2 separate regions of the Sus scrofa genome follow, and region 2 is linked to region 1. A link is a contact called in public Hi-C data. All regions are on one chromosome and are shown on one strand. The core of a region is the stretch at or near the end of the contact, and the rest is flanking DNA. Distances in the headings are between cores, read along the strand shown. Region 1 holds the start of PGM2L1 (glucose 1,6-bisphosphate synthase). Region 2 overlaps LOC106504800 (a long non-coding RNA gene).

What was found. A called contact is a pair of places that touch in the nucleus more often than the background predicts.
Region 2: a Hi-C map of skeletal muscle shows a contact between it and region 1, with 3 times the contacts expected there. The contact joins the enhancer-like site here to the promoter of PGM2L1 in region 1. A contact is called at or near these places in 1 of 5 promoter capture datasets (liver), 21 of 47 Hi-C or Micro-C datasets (alveolar macrophages, blood, brain and 11 more) and 2 of 2 datasets of contacts at active chromatin or transcription factors (alveolar macrophages and skeletal muscle).

Annotation. Positions count from the first base shown.
Region 1 is chr9:8,757,703-8,763,784 of Sscrofa11.1, forward strand. PGM2L1 (glucose 1,6-bisphosphate synthase) reads right to left here and starts at 4,019. Exons shown (of 14, transcript XM_003129639.5): 1 at 3,589-4,019. The coding sequence starts at 3,699.
Region 2 is chr9:8,796,967-8,803,004 of Sscrofa11.1, forward strand. All of the region lies in intron 1 of LOC106504800 (a long non-coding RNA gene), which reads left to right. LOC110255398 (a long non-coding RNA gene) reads right to left here. Exons shown (of 2, transcript XR_002335532.1): 2 at 3,125-4,894. Among named protein-coding and RNA genes, the nearest start is that of KCNE3, 22 kb to the right of the region's middle. Within about 2 kb of position 2,780, at least 21 of the 83 cell types and tissues checked have an H3K27ac peak or open chromatin away from gene starts, as enhancers often do. A contact at or near this core is called in epiblast stem cells, fetal skeletal muscle and skeletal muscle, where this site is marked.

The sequences.
Region 1 (6,082 bases), core at 2,769-5,268:
AAGAAAAGAAAGAAAGAAGTAGGAAGGAAGTTGGGGCCTTAGCTCTAAAAGACAAAAGGGGAGAGTGCTCTACAAAAGTCATCTGTGCATTGGAAGAATATGGATCCATGGACTTGTTGGATTCCAGTGGTAGGACAGTCGCATTATAGAGATAGATGCATTTACCTTAAATGTCGTTAAAACATTTATGCCATATATCTGGCCCCCTGTGATTTGATTTCATGATCAATAACAATTTTCTGATTCTGACTTCCCTTATGGTGCATCTAGAATATGCCCTGACTAGAGACAAATCAATTTCATTACATCTGCAGCATAAATTAATAAAACAACTCTCTCGATTCAGACATTAGTTTCTATGACCATGTCATATCCACCCTGAGACAAGACAGACTAACAAATTAGTATGAAGACATGGAACCAAGAGTCAGATCCTGGACTATGGTAAACAGGAGAGAATGTCACGCCACAGAAGCTACATGGGGTTTCCAGGACTGCCCCACTGAACACCCGGTCTTGTTTTCACTTTACACCTTGATTTATTCAAGTTACAGCAGAAACAAATGTTCTAGGTATTCACATGAATGTTTTTATTTGTATCTGGAATATTCCTCCTCTCCATGTTAACAAGTCTAAATTTTAAGTAATTCTGAAGGTTCAGCACAAATAACACTTTTTTCATGAAGACTTTTCAAAGACCACCACCCACCAGGGCTAAAACTACCAGTTTTGGTGACCTAGGCAAGTAGCAACTTGCCTTCAGATTAATTTATAATTTACTACTATGTGCCTCGCCAGAGTCATTAAGAATCAGGGCATTTGGTAGGTTCTTTTTTTCACCAAGTAGGTATTAATCAGGTAGTAAACTCAGTTTCTCTATGCTAGAAGCCTGCATATGCCACCGACGTGTAAGGGAATAAATGCTGTGGTCTGCTCTGCCACTTTACCTTTCTGCACTCTGCATCTCAGTGCTCTGGGACATCACGGTCTAGCTCACCTACACTGGATACACATTTGTGTACTGGTTCAAAGTATTTTCTCCTATTAAGAGAGGGATCAATTAAGTAACCATTATTTTTATTAAATATTAAAAGCATTTAAATCAATTTATCTGCATTATAGTTGTGAGCTTTTGTTTCATCTTCCCTTCTACATTCTTTGAAAATACAACCCGGATCTATTTCATCTTTTCTTTTTTCCACAGGTTTTTCAGCCAGCACCTTGCATGCAGAGGGCACTTTAAATACATAAGAAATTAAGAATTTCTCTTCCACTTTCAAGGAAAACCTCACCTCATCCCCTGCTTCTCATTGTCTTCCTTGACTATCCCAGTCCACAGGTCACTTGCTTTTAAACTCCTATAAAAACTGACTGCCTATAAGCCATTTAATTACCATGGATACTACCCTAGTGTTATTTTTTCATGTTTATATTACTTCATAGTCTTTTGAATTTCAGTATATCCCACAAATATCTAGCATAGCATGGACAATTAATAAATCATTAGTTCATTCAGCAAATTTTTTTTTAAAAAAAGCAACTGAGGACTCGTTAGGAAAAGTGTCGTCAAAGCTGGCACCTAAGGAGAACAAAAGATCTTATCCATGGCAGTGAACACCAAACTTACTGCTGAAGGGCCAAAGGCGTTGACATACAGAACAGTTACTAGTAAATTAAACTGCTGAAATTCTACAAGTGTTTCTGAATTTCATAAATTTTCCTTTCACTTCAGGGAGTCATCAGAGTCACTGAATGACAACAGGTGGCTTTAAACAATAGCAATTAACTATACTAAACTTGTAAGGGTAACATTCATTTGTAATTTAGTTTTCTCCGCTGAAGATATTTATATGGTCAGTTTGTAGTACATATCATTCACAGTATGGTAAGCCTCTTTGATTTCTATTAGACTTCTTCACCCCATTGGACTAAAAGCAGCAGAGGAATCACTGAATCTTCGCTTCTTTTGTATCCTTCCACAACAAGGAACTACATTCACAGCAGGCCATTAATAAATACTGGCAAAAGGACTTTAAAGTTATTTTCACTTTGCACATCCTTATGATAATTAATGAGATATCACAGGTTTTGCACACTTGACTGAAAAAAATATATATATAATGAGATGCTAGTTCTCTCATTTGGTATCTCAATCAAAACACTCTAGGTTCTTGCTACTTCCTCAAAGTGTGGTCCACAGACCAGAAGCATTAGTATCACTTGGGAGTTCATTGTGAAGTAGAATCTCAGGCCCCACCCCAAGCCTCTTAAATCACAATCTGCATTTCAAGATTCAGGGGATCTGTAAGTACTTCAAAGTTTGAGAAGCACTGGTTTAGACTCCAGAGGAAGAATCAGAATGTCCAAGACATATATATATATCCCAGGCATAGTAAATAACTCGTAATTGCTTATTTGTTGGTCTTCCTTATCTTCTGACTGAAGGCTGTTGAGGGCAGGAACCAACCCTTTCTAGCTTCCTCAACAATAGCATACCCTGGACCTAAAGGCCCCCGCACATTACCCACTGCTCAACAGATATTTTTTGCTGAATCCATGAATTACTCAACAAAGTGAAAATAAAACTTTTTCAGAAAGCTAATAATCCTTTATGAGACTGAATAACAATTTCACATATTACCGTACCAATTCTTTCATTCAGTATCAGTAACTCCATTTAAACATATTGTCCTCTCTACATGAGCGAATGCATTTAGACTTTCACAAAGCAAAAGCCTGGATCATCTTCCTCTGGTTGGAGCCACCAGGGGCCTCTTTTCAAGCGAGCTAGCTCTATTTTAATTCTAGCTCTCACATATCCATCCCATATGCCCGCACAAGAGGAAATCGCCGCAACAATTTGGAGGAGTGGGAGGAATGGGGAGGGAGTCGGTAAAGCAAAAACAATTCTGTGTCAGAAACATCACATGAAACCTGGAAAACGATTTCTGGAACAGGATACTTCCAGAAAACAACTCCTGGCCGAGAAAGAAAGAGAACCTCTACCTTTCTCAAAAGCAAAAGGTGATATTAGAGAATATACCAGGGAGTGATAAAAGACCGGCGATTACCTAGCGACGAAAGGTGGAAACACACCGGACCAGGACTAAAGCGGATAGCGGTTAGAAACGTCCAAGAAGGGTGCGGGGGGAAACGGGGAGGGGGGGGCGAAACCCAACAAAACCACTTTCAGATTTGTTAAATAGGAAGTCAAGGGAGAAGAAAGGGAAAAGGAAATAGCTCCAGTAAGGGTAGAGCTTATGATGATGATGATGATGTTATACTATTATTATTTTTTGAGAGAGATGACATACACCTGGGGGGGGGGGGCGGAGGAGGAAGGGAGGTTGCAATTTCGCTCACTGCAAAAGGAAGCGACTACAGGCGTTCCTTCTCAGCTTAAATGGTCCCAGGAGGCAGCCCAAGCATAGGTGCGTGGTAACGCCCGACTCCGCTGACCCCCGCCCGGCGGCGGGAGCCGTCTCCCCCACAGCCCGCCGGGCAGCGGGTGGGGACGCGAAAGGGCGTACAGTGTAAGGGGTGGGGGGCGGGAGGAGAGGGCGGATGCCGAGCCGACCAGGTACCCACCTTATCCCAACGCAGCCACTGCCCGATGGCCGTGTCTAGCTGAGGGTCCCCGGTGTGGTAGGGGGTGTGGAGCAGGTTGGAGTTCAGGTCTCCCTCTGCGTTTTCAGCCATGGCAGCCTGACGGGGGTGCGGGCCTAGGGGACCCGCGCAGACACCGAACTGGAAGGGCTTGACGTACGCTCACCAGGGTCGCGACGCCCCCTCCTCACTGAAGGGCATTGGAGACCAGCCGCAGGATGTTTGTGCCAGCTCCTGCGCAGCTTCGGGGAAGCACGAGAGGGGGCGCGCGGCCGCCCGCTCCCCACTAGACCAGCTCCCGGTCTCTCTGGGCGAACGGACCGAGGCGGTCCCGCCGCGAGAGAACAACAGTCCCAGATGTCTGGGTTGTGGCCGCCGCCGCCAGCAGCGCTCGCCGCCTTAGGCCCCGCCCCACCCGCGCCGCCGGCCCCGCCCCTTCCCGCCCCTGCAGATTTAAGCCCCCGGGGCACCGGGCGGTGGGAGGCGCTGGCCGGGAAGCGACGCCTTCCTAGCCCCACGAGTTAGGGCCCGCCAGGTGGTGAGGAACGATTTTTAGTTTTTAATTTGCCTTTTTCCATGTGCTTTGTCCTTGTTACGATCCCCGCAGACTCCCATGCGTCTCCTTTTCTGGCTCAGCCACCGAGGGGCGCCCCAGGGCTCCCGTGTGAGCCCGCAGGGCGCGCGAAGGCCCCCTCCCGTTTAGTCTCAAGGCTCGCGCTGGCGGGAGGGTGCGCCCGGCTGTCTCCGCACGGCCTCACGGGAGTTGTAGTTCTTTTCTTTCCCAGCGGTGTGTTGAGACTGCGGCAAAGACTACGCCTCCCAGCAACTCCATGCCCTGCGTTTTCTCAAAGGATAAAAGACCTCTAGGCTGGTCCCTGCGGGCACACCCTGTCGGTTTAGGAACCTTCACGTTGTGGCCCCGGGCTTCAATTAAATTAAACAAGACAGGTACAGTAAGGGAGTGTGCTTTACAATTTACGAATCGCGACCTGTGGTTTCACCCATCCTGTGACAGAGTAAATTAGACGTGATCCATCCCCATTTTACACACAAAGAGGAAACTGCCTCTGAGTGAACCCGACCTTCTCAAAGAGACGGAATTCCTAAGTGCCTGGACGAGGGTTCCAACCTCGTTTCAGATCTCAGCTGGCACTTCTTTTTGCTCTGCTGCTACAGTGGACTGGGAGGTAGGGAGAACAAGATGACTGGAGGGGAAAAAGACAAGTTGTGAAAGACGAAAGATGTGTTAGCATTTAATTAAGCATGAGTAAGAATGTGTGAGCATCTTAACAGAGTGCAAAGAGGAATAGGAATACAGAGGGAGAGGAAAGATGATTGCAATCTTAAATTTCACCTTATTTTGGCCTCCTCTCTTCGCAAGACGAAGTGTGGGAGATGCTAAGTGCTTACCTGACATGGTGCTTAGTCAGACACAGCTGTTACTGAGTTTCTTGATGTAACCTTCTTACAATAGCTCGATACTTTAACCAAGTACCTTACAACTCTTTCGCTGGTGGACGTTTTTGTAAGGAGGGTATAATAATATTTACACCTTTGGAGTTCCTGTCGTGGTTTCAGTGGTTAGCGAATCCGATTAGGAACCATGAGGTTGCGGGTTCCATCCCTGCCCTTGCTCAGTGGGTTAAGGATCCGGGGTTGCCGTGAGCTGTGGTGTAGCTCGCAGATGCGGCTCGGATCCCGCGTTGCTGCGGCTCTGGTGTAGGCGGGAGGCTACAGCTCTAATTGGACCCCTATCCTGGGAACTTCCACATGCCGCCGGTGCGGCCCTAGAAAAGACAAAAAGACCAAAATAATAATATTTACACCTTGGCTACAGCAACTTAATAAATGGCTTTAAAATGCTTTGAGGTTCACAGATAAAAGAAATAATAAATTCAAAATATTCCTTTCGTTCCTCTAAAAGTGCCATTTACCATAATGAAATTCAAACTACCGAGCTACAAATGGATTGTAGCACCAATTCCTGGAATATAATATGCTGTAGTTGGGAATTACAGTTTTTGCTAATCAGTTGAGTGTTTCCTTTACGGAGTCAGCAGGTTCTTTTAATCACACAAGGCCTGGGAAATAACCACGTGTCCTGGGGAGAAATTCACCCTTTGCTCTCATCATTGTTATTGTCCATCATGAATGTCTGTTAAACACATATGTTCTCTACACCGAGTATTATGCCAGGAGCCGAGGCTATAAGAAACTATAAAACATAATTACTCATTTTTAAAAATAAAATTTGCAGAGACAGGATGTTTGCCAAAGACATAGCCCATGATAAACGTCAAATACCTGCTGCAGACAGCTGTTAAGAATTCAGAGTATGAGGTAGTTGGTAAAACCAAGTGGCTGAAGGGACCAGCAATGGGCTTTGAAGGAAAAAAGTTAATAATAGAGAAAAAGGTAAAGGGCCATTCGAACCCATTGACCATTGGTAGCCCTAAGAGTTTCTTGAAAATGTATA
Region 2 (6,038 bases), core at 1,530-4,029, 38 kb after region 1:
GAGAACCAGCCAACTGTCTACCTTGTGGCATTAAATTGCGCCTGTTTCCACTGTCCTGGAGGCCCGGCTACAACTTTCCCAAGTGATACATTTGACTTTTGACAACTTGGGGTTTCTGTCCCTGGCAACCAAAAAAGTAACTGCCTGACCCAGATGTCCTTCGTTTTCTGCTGGAGGTCACTACTCACTGTGTTCAGATACGGGGCTACTGCTCCTGGTCCTTGGCCCCTCGAAGGTCCAGCTTCCCTGGAACAGCTCCTAGCTTCTCATGTCATCTCATATCTTTACGGTTCACCCAGGGGTAGTTGTAAATTTTTTTCTTACAGTGACCCTTTGAGGTGGTCAGAGCAGGGCAAGGCTACCCCTATATTTTGCATCAAGGACATTAGGGTAAAGTCACTGTGCGACTGCTCCAAAGTCACATAGTTTGTGAGAGGAAGAGCAAGGTCTTGAACCCAGGATGTGGCTACGACTCTTTCTGCTAGAGTCAGAGCCAGGTCATTGGACTGGCTCAGAATGTGATGTTCATTCATTCAGCAAATACCATGGAGCCTGTGCTGGGCCCAAGCACCATTCTGAGCCTGGGGTCCCGTGTTGAGCAAGACACAGCCCCTGCCCTTACAAAGCTGATAACCCAGTATGAATACAGACCAGTAAACAGGTAATTACAATAAAGCGAGCTAGGTGTGATGGCTGGTGGGGGGTGGAATTCGGGGTCCTTCTGAAGCAGGTACGAGGGGTGCTAAACCTGATCAGGAAAGGCTTCTCAGCAGGATCGCTGCCAGCCCATAGGGCACTTTTTTAAAAATCAGCAAAAAGGACACACCCTTTCCTCAAAACATTTGACTCCCAGCTGCCAGAAAATTGTCATACAAATAGATAACTCTGTAACATCTATGGCGGACCCCAGCTGTGTGCAGGGTGCAACCTGTGCAACGGTGTGAGGCACTCTGCTTCCAGAGGAAATGCTATTTAAAAGCTGAGATCCAAAGGACGAGAGTCTGAGTTAGCAGACTCCCTACCTGTAGGCCCCTTGCGTGTCTGAGAATCGTGTCTGCTGCCAAACCTGTCATTATTTATTTAGGCTGCACGTCCTCCTGTGGCTGCTCCTGTGTCCTCATGGCCACCACCCCCTTTCCCTTCACTTCAGCCCCGTCTGCCAGGGAGCCCAGAGCCGTCTGTCCTGCAGGTCACACGATCTCCCTAGACCTGTTTGTCTACCAGAGATGAGGTTTAGGGTTTGTGTTTCTGGACCGGAGCCCTCAGTGGTGCCTAATTCAAAAGGGAAGAAACCCCAGGAGAAAACCTGATCCTCTCTGGGGGTGGTTGGGGGTGGGGGGCTGGCCTGGAAGGAATAATATCTGAAGGCCCGGAGCCGTCTCCTGATTGGCTGCTTATGATGCCATTCCCTTGATTGTAGTGTTTTGTTTTTGTTTTTTACCTGCGGTGTTTTCTTAGCTCAGTAAGAGGCATAAATGAGAAGGGAGCGTGAAATCCTGGTCTTAGAATCCTAGGCCTAGGGAAGAATCTCTCAGAATGCTTTCCCCTCCCAGCCCTCTCATTTAGGTGCAAATAAGCAGCAAGTGCAGCATTCAAGGGGAGTGGAAATGGCGTGTGTCTATTAGAGAAAACTGGAGGAGGGTTTGGAAGAGAACAGGGACCGTGCTGTCGCTTTGTTTTGATAGCATTGGGGGTTCATGTGTTGTTGGAATGTTTGTGAACCTCAGAGTTTTTAGAACCAGCTGACAGGTGGAACTATTTTCCTCCCCAGATCATCTGCACTTCTGTGTAAGCATGGAACAGGGCCCCGTAGCGATGTCGTGAATGTCCGATCATGAAACGAGCTCCCCTTGGAGATTTTACTGATCCGCACCCCACACTCTACTGCCCGTGCTGATGCCTGTTATGTTCTGTTTAGTGTATTATTTATTTCGGAAGTCACTGGAAATTATTTTCATCCTGTACCCCTTTTTATTTCATGCCTGTCTGCAGGTCCTTGCAGGGCGATTTCATGGAAGCTGTTAGAATGGTAGACTGTTCACATGGAAAGAACTTTAAGGAATGTCTGGTCTAACTGCAGATTATAGCCAAGGAGCACAGGCCCGGAGGGGGCATTGAGTGACAAAGGTCAGCCGGGGAATTAGAGGCAGAGCTTGGGTGTCAGGCCCAACATTCTTTCTGCCACAGATGCTCTAATCTCTTATGCCAAGTGATTAGGTTGAGATGAATTTTGGCCTGGTTTTGAAAAGCCCGCTGTCTTATCTCTTCTCTCTATAAATCCCTCTTTCCCAGTTCCTTCCTTTTCTCTCCCTTCTCCCTCCCAAATTTTGACTCTGATCCAGGAGCCACAACAGGTGTTGGGCCTGCCTCTCAGCAAATCCCGAGTCCTGGCTGGCACCGTCGTGGGGGTGGAGCACGCCCTTGTGCCACCCGATTGGCTGCCAGATCAATTTCAAGGCCTCTCCGGTAACTTCCAAGGTGAATTCTCCCAAAAGGCTCCTTCCACCTTGGCCCGTCTAGTGACTGGCATGAGAAAAGTCTTCAGAAGTCTCCTCTGAGCCCCCACGGGGGAAGAATCTCTTACTGCAAACTTAACTTGAGCTCCCTAAGGATTATTCTTTTTTGTACTGAGCTTGACACAGTGTTCGTGTGCAGTGGAGGCTAGTGAAACAGGCCCATTGCTGACAATGATGGTCATAAAAACGCACCCTGTTACCTGAAACCTTCCCAGACGCAGTCGGTCCCCTGGCGAGGGCTGGGCCGCTGCGGTGCTGAATGTAATCCCTGTTACAGGCTCAGTAAATATTTACCTGCAGTAAATATGTAAGATAGGCCTGCGTTTGAGCTTAAATTACATCCCCGTTTTGAATTCACACGGGCGCGGGCACGTCCAGTGTGGCAGACCTGGGGTGGACACTGCTCGGATCCCCCCCTCCCCAGGGCCCGCTGGGAAGAGTGTTGTCAGCTGCAGCATCTTTGACGTCTGCTGCTGTGTTTACACCACATGCAGGCGCTTCCTCTCCTTCTTCCTGTCAGTGATTGCCTGCAGACAGGCAGAGCCAAGCCATCTCTGGCCCCCACAGGGCCTCTCTAATGGGCAGGGCTGTTCTGTGGCTCCCCACTAGCCTGGCTGAGACTTTCTCAGAGCTGCGATGCCGGCTGAGGCGTCTCCTGCCCGAGCCTCCCTCTTTCTCCCTCTCCTTTCAGAGGCGTCAGATCCGAACTGCCGTCTGAGGCTCTCCCCCCTGTCCTGTTCCTTCTCCCCTTTCTCCTTCCCAGGAGGCTCCCCACGAAGGCTCCTGCCTTTCTTACTTCTCGTGGGCATACGCTTCCCAGAGGCCCCAGCAGACGCTTCCACCAAGGAGGCCCAACTCAGCAAGTCTAATTTTCACGAAGGCCTCTGGTGTCTCCCGAGAGGAACTTATCCTAAGCAAAGCGAAGAAACCGGCAGTTGGGTCTAGCGACAGAATCTTCAGCATCAAAGAGAAGTGGGTCAGAGTTCAGTCAGTGTTAGGTTTATCATGCAGCTTTCTTTCTCGGCCTCACTGCAGCCCTACCCCTGCGCTGTCATTGGCTCGTGCTTAGTAGTTTGTGGAGGGAAATGGGGGTGAGAAGGAATTAGCCAAATACAGAAGAGCTGCTTTACTAAGGTCTTCGTGCATCAAAAGGGCATCAACGATACCTATTGGAAATTCATGGGACAAAATATAGCACAATGGTGGGAGAAAAGTATTCTTCTCTCCTCTGCACAGTCCATGTAATAGAGTCTGTGGACTGGGGAGTCCTGGCATCTCAAGAAGCCAGCAAGTGAGAACCACTCCTGGTGCTTCCCAGAGATTAAGAGAAGCAATACACAAGGAGCTGGGGTCCTTTAATAACAATCGGAGGCAAAGCTTGCAAAAGTACATACAAATTTGAATTACAGGTTATCAGAACCGAGATGAGCTATAGAGCCCATCGGGTTTGCTGGTTCTCAAACTATGTTCCCAAGAGATTTTCAAGGGCCCAAGGGGAGGAATGGTATAGACAAAATGTAAGTGTATGGTAGCCTGAGGAAGGGAGAGATTAATTTGATGCAAAAAAGTTTTCAAAGTAAGAGGCTGAGCCGATAGTGAACTAGTCTAGGTCCGATGGCAAATAGTGGAAGAGCTGAGATAAGAACCTTGGTTCCCTGGGCTCCTGTGTCCCCTCTTAAGAGGCTCTAGCTAGTACTTTTGTGATGTGGTGGCTGTGAGCAAATTACTCAGAATGGAAAGAATTTGAGGGTCACAGGGTGTAGGTTTTTTCCTTTATATTCCTCCTCCTGGGAGAAGAGCTGAGTAGCATCCAGTCTGCCTTTTGGATGCATTTGGGTGACTCTAAACAAGTGTGCTCTTTCTAGAATCTGGTTTTCATTATTTTTATATCCTCAGCCTCCCAAGTCAGCTGGGCAGAGATGCAGACAGAAAGGCCTAATGGAAGGAATGGGATTGCTTTTAATTTAGCATAAGAACCACCACACCCCACAAATCAAAGTCCATGGAGGTTTCCACTGCCCTGCAGCAATGTCTCAGCAAGCGTTCTGAGATGTTTAATATGCTCCGGAGGAAGAAGTCTGTGTTAGTCCTTCGGGGGGAAATGTTCCATGTCATAGGCTTATCTTGGAGCTTCACGATGCTCAAGGGAGAATCTCTGAGGAGCTCTGCAAAAGACGTCTATTTGACCTTAATCCAGTGTTTTGCAAACTTGCTTGTTGATGGAAACCTTTATTCGTGGGCTATCTGGTATCATCATACAGAACACACCTGGGAAATGCTGAAGCGAAAACTACTCACTGGGAACAGAGAAGTTTGGGTTATGATCCTGGCTCTTCCATTAACTGGCCTTTTCCATCTTTGGACTCTAGTTTGCTCAGCTGCAAAAGGAGAGGGTTGGAATCAATGATCTAGAGAGAAAAAAAGATTTGCATTTATTGCACACGTTGTCAGGCACTGACATGCCACGAGGGTCCTGCCCTTAGAGGGGCCCACGCTGATTTTAACCTGCTGTCATCATCTTGAGATTCTTTTTTTTTTTTTTTTTTTTTTTTTCCGGCTGTAGCATGTGAAAGTTCCTGGGCCAGGAATCAAACCTGCACCATAGCAGCAACCCAAGGCACTGCACTTGACAATGCTGGATCCTTAATCTGCTATGACCCAGAGGAACTCCCCATCTTGAAATTCTAATTATTTTTCAACAAAGGGCTTTGCATTTTCATTTTACACTGGGCCCTGTAAATTATGCATCAAATTAAGTGGCTGGCCCTGTGTGGGTGTGTGTACCTGTACGAGGGAAAGTAAGAGAGCGAGAGACCCCTCTAACATGATCTCTGATCTTTACATCAGGCTGATGGAGGTGTGTGAGTATTTGTGATATACCGATGTGGAAACTGAGAATGAATGAGGTGAAATCAATTGCTCAAGGTGTCATAGGGAGCAAATAGCAGACCCGGGATTTCAAGCTAGACCGCTGAGCTCTAAAGCTTTTGCTTTCCCCACTAGATCAGGTGCCAGTGCAGTCTATAATTCTAAGATTCGTTTGCTTTTTAAGCTACTACTAGATCTCACTGTTCAAGTGACAAAATAACTGTATTGATACCACTCACTGTCTAAGTGACTATCTGCTGAATGAAGCAGTGAGCGAGGGACTGGATGTCAGTGGGTTGCATGGCTGATGAGAGGGAGTGAGTGGGTGGAGAAGTGAGACAGCTGCGGAGTCCAGCAAGCCTGGTCCTGCCATTTATCAACCACGTGACCTGGGCTGGCCTCCTTGACTTCTCTAAGTCCCTGTCTACCTCCTAGGCATGTTTTGCGGATTAAATAAAATAGTGCATTGCCTAACACGTGGTAATCTCCCAAAAGATTATTACTCTTCTTTTAATTAACCTGGCCAGGCTAGTTTTGCTCCTGTGATATCTGAGCTCCAACAATGGAACCCATTTGATTAGTTCAATAGCTAGTGCAAAAACATTGTATTTCTTGATTTTTTTCCTAAATCAAATTAAATTTTTCTAATTTGAA